3 separate regions of the Zea mays genome follow, and all the other regions are linked to region 3. The links are chromatin contacts, called in public Hi-C maps. All regions are on one chromosome and are shown on one strand. Each heading gives the region's core, a stretch centred on a gene start, on an enhancer-like site or on the middle of the called end of the contact. The rest is flanking DNA. Distances are from core to core; before and after follow the strand shown.

Region 1 (4,432 bases), core at 241-2,740, 290 kb after region 3:
AGAAGCCAGCAAACACAACCTGTACAAGCATGGATGTATCACAACATAGAAAAGAAAACCTAGGGTTCACAAAACAACCAATACTGCAATTACCGAGTGAACGGCACCAATGCGGGCACAGGCAAGCATGGCAATGGGAAGCTCCAGCAACATTGGTAGGTATATAATAACAGCATCACCCTTGCCGACACCAAGGCTCTTCAAGTAATTTGCAAGCTACAAGCATAAAAGACCGGCTTAGACCTGGTCATCTTCTTTGAGTCTCTGAATGCAAGTGTTGTGACATGTGTGCTAGTACACTTGCCGTTGCCAGTTTTGCTTGTGGTAAACATTTCAGACATGAGCGTGCATTTACCTGGCAAACCTTCTCCAGGAGCTCGGAATAGGTAAGCTTCCCATCCTGACCGGGCTCATTACCCTCCCAGTACATTGCAACCTTGTCGCCATTGCCAGACTCGATGTTGCGGTCAACAGCGTTGTAACATATGTTGGTTTTCCCTCCCTTGAACCACTGTACAGGACCAAGAACCATGAGACGGATCAGAACCACCATAATATACCCGTTCATATTCCAAAGGGACGCTAACGTTTAGCTAACAATCATCAAACAACACTTACGTTGATCTGGACGGGTCCCTTGGTGACATCGAGGTTCTCCGAGCAGACCTCGGCGGGGTTCCACTTCTCCTTCCAGTAAAAGGTCTCGGCAATCTCCGACCAGAACCCGGCCGGGTCCTTAATGGACCTCTCATACATCTCGCGATACTGATGCCGACCATGAAAAATCACACCAAGACCGCAATGTTATTTACATCACCAATCATCGAAAACAAAATGAGAAACAAACACCAGCGCGGACGAATTGTCGTTCCCTGTCGGACTTCCCCAACAAGCCTGATCATGGCAAACCTCTCATCTCATTCTCATGCTTGCAATTGCAAAGTTGTGCGACGCCCAAAGTGAAAAGCGCCCGAGTGCTAAAGCAAACGCCTTTAGTCTAGAGCAAGCCGCTGATTGGATAAAAAAAAGACTCGATTTTGCATTTGCCTTCAACAGCACAAGAATCAACAAGCCGCAGGCGAGAGACGTCCGACGGGTACTAAGTTTCGGTTTTGCACACACCTGTTTCGGAGAAGAGACGAGGGCGCTGGCAGAGAACTCGGGGCTGGGGACGATGAGGTCGTTCTCCTCGGCGGCGAGCGACTCCCCGAGCACGACGGCGTTGATCCCCGAGATCTTGCCGGCGCCGGAGGGCAGCTCCGACATGGACTCGACGTGGCGGAGCTTGTCAGAGGGAGCGCCCTCTGCCGGCTGCTGGCCGTTGGCCGTGCCCATGGCGGTGGCTGTCGACGGCGGCTCGCGAGCAGGGGCGGGAGAGGCGGCGAGATCCGGGCGGAGGTCTGGGAGGGGGGCGTCCGTCAGCGACGGCTACCGCTGGACTCTCTTTTTATAAAACGGCGATGGCCGGTCGATCTCTGCTGCTGCTAGCGCCAGTGCTACCGGCCGAGTCCTTCGTGTTGACTTTGTTTTTCCGTCACGAGATGATTGAAAATAATAATGCAAGAGCTTTGAATGGTAGTACGCACTGTATTTCTTTGGTTTCGACGAGCGTACAGGATCATCTTTCTTCTTCTCTTCATTCTTTTTTACAAAGGGTTTACATGCCTTATTGACAGAGTCACACAGGGTACGATTTGTCGATTTACTTGTATTTTCTAAAATGTACAGATTGTTAAGGTTCATTTGTGTTCCTTCCAGCTAGTAGTTGGGGGTAATAAAACTCAACTTTTATGTCACTGCGTTGCTTTCCTGGTGGTTGCTGATTAGTGGATCTGCAACCACGTTGGATTGGGGAACCCAATCTTTCTGATTAGATTTCCATATCATATTCGTATCCCCGGCTGGGTGTGCACACGAGCGACGCGAGGGCCGAGGGACACCGAACAGGCAGCAATTCTATATTCGCCATTAGCGTGAAGCGGCCGCGATAAAACGAAGCTCACGTTGCATCCAGACCACATGTCCACATGAGCGGTAGATGCAGCGGCCGGAAGCATCGCGCTCGTCACTCGCGCGAACAGCTGACAGGCGGCTAAGCGGCCGGCCCTGTCCGCCTGGCTTTCGACACTATCTATAGCTGATCGGTGCACCTGATCGGTCGCTGTAGCTGTAGGGCCTGCAGGTGATTATTTGGGAGTCGTAGGTTGCAAAAGGCATTGTGATGTGTTCGTTGCAGCGGCGTGCGACCGTGACTTGGCAACATCTGTTCGCTCATGTTCATGATAGTATTTGCAACAAATTTTGTCTATAAACCTAAGGATTTGCAATGTTTTTGTACATTGTTATCAACTAAAACGGGTCATTTGTATATCTTCATTTTGAAAGAATTAGAATTTATTTCATAAATAGGTTATTTGGTTTGGAATTTGTCATTGCACCACTTTCCAAAGTTTAGATATTTGTCATTGCACCAGACCGTACAATCCAACTATTCATGTGAGATCATACTAAGTGTGTCTGTAGTGTGGTCGCCGTCTTGTACTAGACATGCAACATTTAGAATGATATATGCAACATTTTGATCAAAAGCTCAATAGTGAAAATGTCGGAAGCAGTCTGAGAGAGGTTATCTCGGAGACCCACTTATGTATGGAAAAGGTCAAGTGCTATCTATAGAGTTATCTAACTGAGAGCTTGGCTCTTGCGAAGACATCTTTGTGATAGGCTCCAACAAGTAATAGGGGAAAGTCGTTTGCTTCTTGATACCTTGGTAAAAGTATGGTGATGTCGAATAAGAGTTTCTATCTCTATCGGTCTTTAGATTCTGTATTTATATTGTGTATCTTAGAGTGTGCTTTACCTTCCTAGATTAAGGACTTTTTGGTTCAGATGTAAATTCCTGGAAATTTGATTCTAGGCGTGAGAAAGTTATTGTGAGTTGACGATTGTGAAAAACTGAAATTTATTTGGTTGAAACAACTCTTAACTATAGATTCTATAAGAACATGAAAGTTTGTAATATGAATGACATGAATCTAGAAAATCTGGGGTAGAAGGTGATTCTGAATTGAACTAGTGAAATATGTAGTTTTTTAGGAATCTATTATCTTGTTGTACCCATTTGATTGAGATTCTAGATTTTTGGCAGCAAATCGATTCAAAAAGCTGAACCAAACACACCCTTAGCCGATAGGATTGAAATCTAGTTTGCATTACTCTTTTGTATAAATATAAAAATACACCTAGTAAACTTTAGGGGTATTTGGTTTCTAGGAACTAATTTTCAGTCCATCCATTTTATTCTATTTTAGTCACTAAATTAACAAATATGGAAACTAAAATAGAGAGACTAAAAATTAGTTCTTAGAAATCAAACAGCCCCTTACTTACACATTTAAATAGTTTATTTATTGTATAATTTTTTGACTAGGTAAAAATTAGAAGTCATGGTTAGAATTAGAGTTTTAAGTTGTCTAATTTGCGTTTCTTAGGTGCCACACGGTCCCTCCAAAAATCAATGATCTGATATGGATGCTCCTATTTTTTGGGATTAGTATAGAATTGGCGGCACTAATTAGTAGGGGACAGTTGAAAGAGAGTATGTTGTGGATGGTTTCCAACACGTCGAATCACATTTTTTACATACTACAATGAGGTCTAATGTGGATTTTCTAAATAGGAAAAGAAAGACAAAGAAATTGGATGTATAGATCAGGCATATGCATAGCTAAAGCTTCATACAAAAAAAAAACGATATGCTTTCAACAATTTTATGTCCTATGAAATCAACAATCAATATTCAAACAGGAAAACATAGGTCTCAAGGATAAGAGTTGGCGTTGTATGTTTGAGTTCTAGATCCTGTCGCTGCAACTCGGAGGCAACAGCTAGCGCTCACCTATATTGTTCCAACGAGCAGGTTGGAATGTTGGGTAAAGAAAGCGAAATATAATGTTGAGACAAAACGACAGGGATTGGATCAATGTCAATGTTAAAATTGAAGTACCCACCATGCATGCATTGATCATGAAGACTGAAAAGGATGCTTGACGTTGATATATATATGGCTGGTTGGTTTTAGCTTTTGTGCTTTGGACTGGGGCGCTGGAGTGGAGTAGTAATGCCTTCGATCGCGACGCCGCGGGACCAAACTTCGATTTCAATTTCGGGATCCACCAAGCGACTGGGAAATATCTGTCCAATGAAATTTAACTATTCAGAAAGAAAGTTCCACATAGTATTGCGGATAAAAACGGATAAAAACTCAAAACTGCTGTGTCTATATATAGAGAGACCAGGGGGGTATTGTCGACAGTTTGTGATGTTAACCAGCAAGACACATGCTGAATTTTGCTTGTAGTCCGAATGGGAGATGGACCTGCCCAAGTGCCCGGAGCACCTTACGTACAAAGTCAAGCAAATGAAATCAAAG
Region 2 (4,284 bases), core at 145-2,644, 360 kb after region 3:
GGCAGCCCGGAGTCTCCCGGCCAGGTCGCTAAGGATAACGCGTCCGACGATGGACGGCAACTCTAAACTTCCATCTTGTGAATTGTGATGAGCCCATGCCTTGGATGGCTGCCTCAGAAAATCAGACGTCAGGACGAGGAAGTCGCATGCGCCGCTGAGCCGGGCTGAAGGCATCCGGAGACGCTGCGGAGCCGCGGAGGAGGCATCGCCCACCGAGTACCGACCGTGTGATTCCGTGAGGTGCCACCTGCCACGCACCGTCCATCGACGTTGGTGGTGGCTCGCAGGAGCGGCTTTGGACCCAGGGTTCACCGTCCTGCTGACCACGCGGAAGCCGGCGCGCAGCCATCGGGGCTTGCCGACCCGTTCGGCCTAAAATTCGCGTGTAGAAGAGTGACCTCACGTGGTAGAGATGATAATAGATTGTGATTTAAATGTTTCTTTATAATTTATTAAGTTTTAAATTATTTCTAGTTGAAAAATAAAATAGAAATAAAATCTGATCCTAAATTGATCTTTAAATTTTATAGTATACATTATATAACCTATCGTCACACTAGACGTGGGAGAGGACTTCGGCACCGTCCGGCGTCGTGGCGGCGCCGTGGCTACCGGCTATCCCGTCACTGCGGTGCGGGGTAGGGGAGGCCGCATCCACACAGTCACAATCGATCGGTACGTCGGTCACCGGCGGGACGGTACTAGTGGCCCGGGAAGCGTCAGAGCGGGACGGCGCTTGTATTGCTCCGTTGAAAAACCGGTGGAGCAGGAGATCCAAGTAGGCAGTACGTACGTTGCTGCAGCCTGCAGCCCGCAGTACAAGCTTGTGATATATTTTTCTCTATCTTGATTGTATATATCCTTATCTTCCCTGTTTGCATAGGAGGAAAAATCTCCGTCTCCATCGCCGCGAAAGATCGCGGTAGAGATTTTGGTCCATCGTTTGTATAATAGAGTTTGAATATGTGGACGAGTGAATAAACTGATGCAGATAATAAAAGCAGTAAAGATATACAAGGAGTACAATACCCACAAGTACGCGTGTAAAACTAGGCAGTGCGCACGTAGCAGCAGGCCAGGAGCGTGTCCTCTCCGCCGGGCCCGAATGGATCCAAATCCGTTGCCGCGCAAACGACGAGATCCGGGGTGGGGGAGGGGGGGCAGCGGTTACACCGCACCGGAGGGCATCGGCGTCCTCGTTTGGATCCAGCCCAGCGAGGGTGAAGGGCTGTGCGCCGATGGCCTGTGGGCCCGAGGGGCCCACGGGTTGGGTTGGCGGAGGGATTCCCGGGCAGCCCCTACCCGGCCTGCCCGCGGGCACCTCTGCTCTGACCTCTCGCCGGCTATAAAACGGGCGCCAAGGCCTGGATAACGCAGTTTGCCGCTCTGTGAGCCTGCTGCCGTCTTCTTCCGCCGCCGCCGCCGTCGTCTTCGTCCGTAGGTAGCCTCCTCTCTCCTGTCCTCGCTTGATCTTATCTACTAGTAGTACTCCTGATGAGACGCTAAGAAATCTCGCTTATATTATGTTAACCCTGAAACCGAAAGTGAGTCTTGTGCAACTGTAAAAACTGGGACGTCACTGAACGAACGATAGCCTGGGTTCGTTCGGTCGTAGTGGAGGATACAGCAACATCCTCTTAAGTTGAATTTACGAACGCAGTTAATTTGTTTCCCTGTGCCGTTCGCTGCGTTACGCACAAGGATCTTTACTCCTGGATTTCAATTTATTTATTTTCCCCCCGCATTTAAGTATTGCGGCTTGCCTTGCCTTGCCTTCTGGATGTCGCGTTGCGCCGCTGGCTGATGATGGCCTATGTCCTGGCATGTGCAGCAGATCAGAGAGCGGGGAGGAAGAAAAAGCGATCGATGGCGTCCAACTACGTGGACACGACGGGCGAGGAGGGACGGTTCCACGGCCCTCACAGCCACAGCACCAGCACGACCCCGACGGGCGGCGCGGCGGCGGCGGCGGCATCGCCGCGCAACTTCCGGCGCAGCTTCTCCTCCGCGTCCTCCGCGGGCCACAGCCACGGCGGCGGCGGCGGCGGGGCCAAGTGCGTGTGCGCGCCCGCGACCCACGCCGGGTCGTTCAAGTGCCGGCTCCACCGCACCAACTCCCAGGGCCACGGCCACGGCCACCCGCACCCGTCCCCGCCGGCCTCCCCCGCCGCGCCGGCGCAGGGCGTCTCGTCTTCCGCTTCCTCCCGCACCGTCGAGGCCCTGTGAGTGTCCGAGGCCAAAGACGGGCGAGGCGTGGGGAAAGTGAGAAGATGATGGGATATACTTGTCGTGTCAGTCTGTCAGAAGGAAAGGAGTGAAGCTATTATTCCCTCTTGTTGTGATCCGCGCTGTTTTGCCTCTTCCCCCCTACCCGTTTCCTCCCTTCGTGCTGGTTGTGGTTCTAAATTCCTGATTGCCGGCCGTCCCGCCTTCTTCCTTGCCAAGACGAGACTCTCCTCCTCCTGCCACTGCTACCGCTGCTCCTCTCAACTGGTGAACTGGATCCTGATTTGGGGAGAAGGTTAAACTGGATGCCTTTCCATGTAATTAATTGCCTCTCTTTACCATTCTACGTGCTACTAGTATTGAAGTATCATCACCCTTGTTGTGTCCTTCTGTCTGTGGTGTGATGGTCATGGACTCATGGTCTGTGTTTCTTCGGTGAAGAGTTCGTACCCGTACATAAAAGATCTTCAATCAGTGGCCGGTTTGGTACCTGTTTGGTTCAGCTTTTTTCTGACCAGCTTTTCTGAAAATCTGGCTGTGGTGAGAATCTGGCTGTGGGGAGAATCTGAGTATAATTACGATTACGTGTGGAGGAAGATAAAGTTGTTTATAGGGCTCAGGATCTAGAAAGTGACGGATTCCTACTATTACAACGACTCAACCGATTCTGTTACAACGACTCAACCGATTCTGTGTTTATGTTGATTTTGGATGGTTTTTGTCCCAACGAATTTTATAGAAGCTGACTGAAAAGCTGAGCGTTTGGCAGTCCGCAGCAGCTTTTGGTGGCCAGAAGCTGACAGAAGCTGAAACAAACAGGGCCTTGGTTAGATTTCTTGAGGGGAGGTGCAAGGCACCACAGCTGAAGAAGCCCTGAGTCGAGGGCGAAGATGACGACGTGATGTGGCTATCGCTGGTTGCTGCTAGTGCTAGGTCAATTCTCTCCCCAAATATTCCGTCTCGATTTTACTAGTCCTAGCTTCAACCTGACAGATTAGGATAAGGATTAGGATGGCGATTAGGACCGCACCTCTCTGTCTTCCATCGGTGTCGATGTCGCGTTTCGACATCATCCATGTTCTCCGGCTCTGACCTTTTTAGTTTCAGAATTTTCTGATCCAAGGAATTTCCAAATATATATATAAAAAAACATCCAGCCTCCAGGTGAGTGCGTCTACTGGTGGTTGCGCTTCCCCCCGGAAGGAGTTGCTAGCTCGACGTGGTTCGGCCAACCACATCTACTTGTACAGCACTGCTTGCTCTGCACTGCCCAGGGCGGAGTGCCTGCCCACACACCGGCCACCACCAGGTCTCCATCGCGATCATGTGCAAGGTGGTTGTGATGAGTTTTGATGCCCTGCACTGATGATGAGATGAGAGACCATCCGCTAGGCGCTAGCGCATTGGATGGACGTGGACCGGCCTTCCTCTTTCTTCGGCCTCCACGCTGACAAGCTGTAGCTTCTGCCTGTTTGATGATGGGTGATCCGTGCAGCTCTGGGTCAGGCTGTAGCTGCTGCTAAATAATAAAACCGGCGGCGATGATTGCTTCCGGCGGACGCACGAGAGATTCTCTCTTCTTAACTACAGCAACGTGGAGGTGGAGCAGATCTTTTCTGGGATCGAAATGAGGTGACGCTGCCGGCTTCTCTGTTTATTATTATTATTATTACTACTGCCAGCTGCTGGACGAGGAGAGGACAAACGGGGAATCCCCTGTCGCTTGATAAAGCATTAAAGCGGCCGTTCGCGGTGAGCTCCGTTTCAACTTTCAAGTCGGACGAAAGTCGTTTAAGAGCAACTCCAAAAGAAGATGCAAACTTACCCTAAAAAATATATTAGGGGAAAAAACTAATTTTGCTGGTTCCAACAGCTCCTGTATCCACCTCTGAAAAATTTCGCATCCCTCATCGGCGACCTTCGCTCCCGCATATTTTCGCGTGAGCATTCCTCCCCAATCCGCCCGTGCTCTCACGTTTTTTTCTCACGTGCGCAGTTGTCGTGGTCGAGGCGGCAAGCGGCAACGGTGGCATGGAGAGGAGGCGGTGGCGTTCGACG
Region 3 (4,204 bases), core at 1,507-4,006:
TTCTCATTTGGAGAATATTTTTCCTTGTTAGATAACACCTAAGTAACGAGGGACAATACTATCAGACTTTTTTCTCGCTAGATGGACCAAAAGGTTAAAATCATAAAAGCTGTGCATAATTTTTCATTACCACTTCATGCATGGCCTGAGCAGCTCTTATCTCTTGCCAGTATTCATCTGGTGACTTCAAGAGAATCGAAGACTGCCCTTCCTTCTTCCTATTAAATGATTCCATCCGAGCTCTACTTCCAGCCTCATCAATCAGATCAATAGCCTTATCAGGAAGCTGTCTGTCAGGAATGTATCTTGCTGACAAATAAACTGCTGCATTGATGGCTTCCAATGTGAATTTGCATTTATGGTAAGTTTCATATTTTTCACGAAGACCCAGTAATATCTTCACAGCATCTTCCTGCAGTAAGGTTGAAAAAATGGTTACGACAGAAATTTACATGTTAAACTACCACGCTTTCATAGAAAAACAGCCGCAGTACCTGACTAGGCTCATCTACTAGTACTGGCTGGAAGCGGCGGGCCAAAGCCTTATCCTTCTCAAAATGCATCCGGTGTTCATCTAGAGTTGTAGCAGCAATGCACTAAAAATGCAAACAAATACTGTCCATAAGATAGGAAATATGAAAAAGTATGATCTTCTCTACACTGAATGAGTACACTGAGCAAGAAATTAGATGAATCTAATACCTGCAATTCACCTCTAGCAAGCGCGGGCTTCAGCAAGTTGCCAATGTCAAGACCAGAACCCTTACTCTTTCCAACAGTTCCAGATCCAATAAGGTTGTGGACCTCATCAATAAAAAGAATAACATCGCCTGCACAAAGTTCTTATGATTTTTAATATTCATGACCACGTGCAGAAGCTCCATATCTGATAACATTTCAGAATGCACTACTAACTGACCTGCTTCCCGGACCTCGCGGATTATATTAGTAACCCTAGACTCCAGTTCACCCCTCTCCTTTGCACCAGCAATAAGGAGACCAACATCTAGCGACAATATGCGCTTTGCCTGCAAATAATTTAAATATGAAAACCACTTATCTGTAAGCTAATCGTGGTGCATAACCTTAGATCTGTCACTGGCAAGTCAAGCTTACCACAAGGTAAATGGGGACATCTCCATTTGCAATTCGAAGAGCCAGACCCTCGGCAATTGCAGTTTTGCCAACACCCGCCTCACCCAAAAGAATAGGGTTGTTCTTCGTCCGCCGGCATACTATCTGAACTACTCTTTCAATCTCTTCTTCACGGCCAATAATAGGATCAATGAAACCTCCACTAGCTTGTGTGGTCAAATCCAAACAAAATTGATCCAGCGCACCCTTATCTGAAAAAAAAGATAAACAATGCAAGCGTCCATTGAGGTTTTTTACTTGACCTATAGTGGAACAAACATGAGTGTAAGCTTTGACTGAACTCCTCTAGCTCCTGACCTTTCTTTTTAGTCAAGGACTGGGAGAAGGCAGATCTTCCGGCTGCAGCAGGGGCTTTCTTTGGAACTTTGAAAGATGATGGTTCAGCAGGATCTCTGCCATCTTTCGCAAGCTCTGCTTGGAGACGGTCGACTGCAACCGATGCTAGATGACTGGGATCCGCTCCCAAACTACAGCAATCGACAGCATGCAGCAATGAGGCCCAAACAACGAAAGGATGCGAAGATAACTGAGATCATTTTTCATTGGGGCGAGCCTATCAATCATATCTGTACAACTAGATGCCAAACTTCGTTTGTGTAATGTGGTCGATAAGTAAATGTCATCGATTGCAGCGGATCTGGAGATCAGTTGCAATGGAAAACAAACAAGAGAACGTACCTCCTTAGGAGGTTGTTGGTGGTTGGATCGTCGAGGGAGAAGAGTGCGATGGCGAGGTGCTCGGGCGAGACGAAGCTGGAGCCCATGTTCTTGGAGAGCACGACGGCCACGTCGAAGACCTGCTTGGTGGGCGCGGCGAAGGGCACGTCCGTGTCGAGCCCCGACGACCCGGGCCTAGACGCCGCGGTGGCCGAGTCCGCGTCCCTGGCACTGGCAGCGATGCCGCGGCACTCCTCGCGCGCGCGCTCGATGTTGATCCCCGACGAGAGGAAGCCGCCCGAGGATCGGTCCTCGGCGACCAGGCCGAGGAGGAGGTGGCGCGGCGCCACGGCGGGCTCCCCGAGCCCCCGGGCCTCCCGCTGCGACAGCACGACCGCCTTGACGGCCCGCTCCGTGAACCGCTCGAACACCGCCCTGACGACGCCGACGCCCCCCCTGCGCGCCCGGCGCGTGGGCGCCGCCGCGGCCGCGGATGCCGGGCGTGGGAGCGGGTGCGCCAGCACCACCGCCCTCCCGAACCCCGCTGCGCCCCAGCGAGCCGCCGGCGCGGCCAGCCTCCGCGCCGCGGCGCCGCGGCCCCCGGCGGTGAGGACGGACGACGAGGTGGAGCAGCAGCACACCTCCATAGCTACCGCACCAGCAACGACACACAAAAAAAGAAACAAGAAAAATTAAGGAACTACCTTAACCCTCCCCTGTCCTAGGAACGAATCAAATGCTTATATGCTTGCTTAGGCAGCGGTTAGTCACGCTCTCGCTACGCGTCGCACGCCAACAGCTATCTAGTCTATCTATCTGCTTGGAGTTGGAGGCGTGGCGTGGCGTGGCGTGGCGAGTGGATGAGTAGGCGAGGAGGAGACGGGGGAGAGCGGTATAAAAATACCGCGCGGCGGAGGCGGGGGCGGAGGCGGGGAGGACGGAACGGAAGGAAGGGGAAGGAAGCACGCAAGGAAGGAGGGACACGAGTCCGGAATGGCAGTTCGGCCGGCGGGTGCGCGCGCGTGGGGGCGAGCGAAACGAAAGAAAGGGATCGGTGGTGCCCACTGCTCAGCCTCGGTGTCCTCCGTTTCTACCGCGCGTCGGCCGTGCCGGGCCGGGATGTCTCCGCCTCCGCACGCCACCACACCACCAGTCCACCACCCACACCGGCCCCCGCGGTCAACCGGCCAAGGCGTGGCGGTCCGTCCGACTGCGATCGGCAGCAGGGGCCGGGGTGGTTCGGCCGCTGTTTCGGCCGTTTCTGGGCTTTTCGGTGCCGTGGCCATACTGCGTGGGGGCCGATGGTCAGCTTGGCTGGCCAGTGCAGCAGCGGACCGAGTCGGCGCGAGATCGTTCACGTCGGCACATGTGTCATCCTCCACTGCCCGCGACGTGGGCGGCTGTGCTCAAGCGGGCGGGGTGCTGCTCACTCGCGTACCGGAAGCTTCTGCCTTTTTTTTTCCCGATACATGCACGTTTGTGAAAACAGCCCCGGTCCCGCCCTGGCAGTCGGGGATTGACCGTGCCGAAACAGGCACCGTCTCCTGTTTGGACTCGTGAGCCTGTTAACCATGCATGCTGCGTGGTTACAGTAATCCGTGTTCTTGGAGAACAGGGAAACGGATGCGGTGCAGAGCAAAACAAGGCAGGGGGAGGGTCGACGGGTACGTGCTCCTACTCTCCTCTGAACCACAACGGCCACAACAAGTACACATTGCTACTGCATCTTCTTCTAGCTCCCGTTAGTTAGATACTCTCAGCGACGAACAAGTTTAGGTCTACATGTAGACAACCACCAGCTGCGTGTCTGTACACCAACCATACGAGATCTGACAGGGGGTCACACGTGCAAGTGCAGTGGCCGGTCTCTACCTAACAACACTAAACACTAGGATACATAGGCTTAGGGGTGGATAACGAGTCAGCTTGGCTCGGCTTGTTCGAGTTCGAGTTGGCTCGTTAAGCTAACGAGCAAGCTCGACTCAGCCTGTTAAGTTAACGAGCCACAGAGTCAACTCGGCTCGACTCATTTACAAGCTCGAGCTAGCTCGTGAGCTAGAACAGAAAAAATAATATATATAATAATTAATTTTTAGTTAATTTTAAACTAATTTAACAATAGAAAATAGTAATTATACTTATAGTTTCGTAAACCACGTCAATGTAACACCTAATGAGCATAATTCATCATTCATCAATTCACAATTCACATACATGTTCATCAGTTTAACCCACAATTATATTTGCATAGACTAATTTAATACATAAACATAGTTCATTAATCATTATTTTAACAAATAAGCCATAGACACCTCACGTACATATAACATGCTCATCAATTATTCTGTAAATGATGTGCATATAGTTTCGTTTTGCTAGAATGTGGTAGCTT

The links. A called contact is a pair of places that touch in the nucleus more often than the background predicts.
Region 1: a Hi-C map of ear shows a contact between it and region 3, with 5 times the contacts expected there. The contact joins the promoter of LOC100279194 here to the promoter of LOC100383653 in region 3. A contact is called at or near these places in 7 of 25 Hi-C or Micro-C datasets (ear, endosperm, leaf and 2 more).
Region 2: a Hi-C map of endosperm shows a contact between it and region 3, with 6 times the contacts expected there. The contact joins the promoter of LOC100276641 here to the promoter of LOC100383653 in region 3. A contact is called at or near these places in 3 of 25 Hi-C or Micro-C datasets (bundle sheath, endosperm and leaf).

Annotation. Positions count from the first base shown.
Region 1 is chr5:170,950,275-170,954,706 of Zm-B73-REFERENCE-NAM-5.0, reverse strand. LOC100279194 reads right to left here and starts at 1,490. Exons shown (of 18, transcript NM_001367369.1): 1 at 1,123-1,490; 2 at 619-765; 3 at 356-511; 4 at 94-216; 5 at 1-19. The coding sequence starts at 1,335.
Region 2 is chr5:170,883,032-170,887,315 of Zm-B73-REFERENCE-NAM-5.0, reverse strand. It overlaps LOC100276641, which reads left to right and starts at 1,394. Exons shown (of 1, transcript NM_001174570.1): 1 at 1,394-2,736. The coding sequence starts at 1,824. The coding sequence ends at 2,318.
Region 3 is chr5:171,241,670-171,245,873 of Zm-B73-REFERENCE-NAM-5.0, reverse strand. LOC100383653 (Chaperone protein ClpD chloroplastic) reads right to left here and starts at 2,756. Exons shown (of 12, transcript XM_008645873.4): 1 at 1,834-2,756; 2 at 1,453-1,622; 3 at 1,117-1,346; 4 at 920-1,028; 5 at 703-830; 6 at 495-596; 7 at 131-412; 8 at 1-38. The coding sequence starts at 2,459.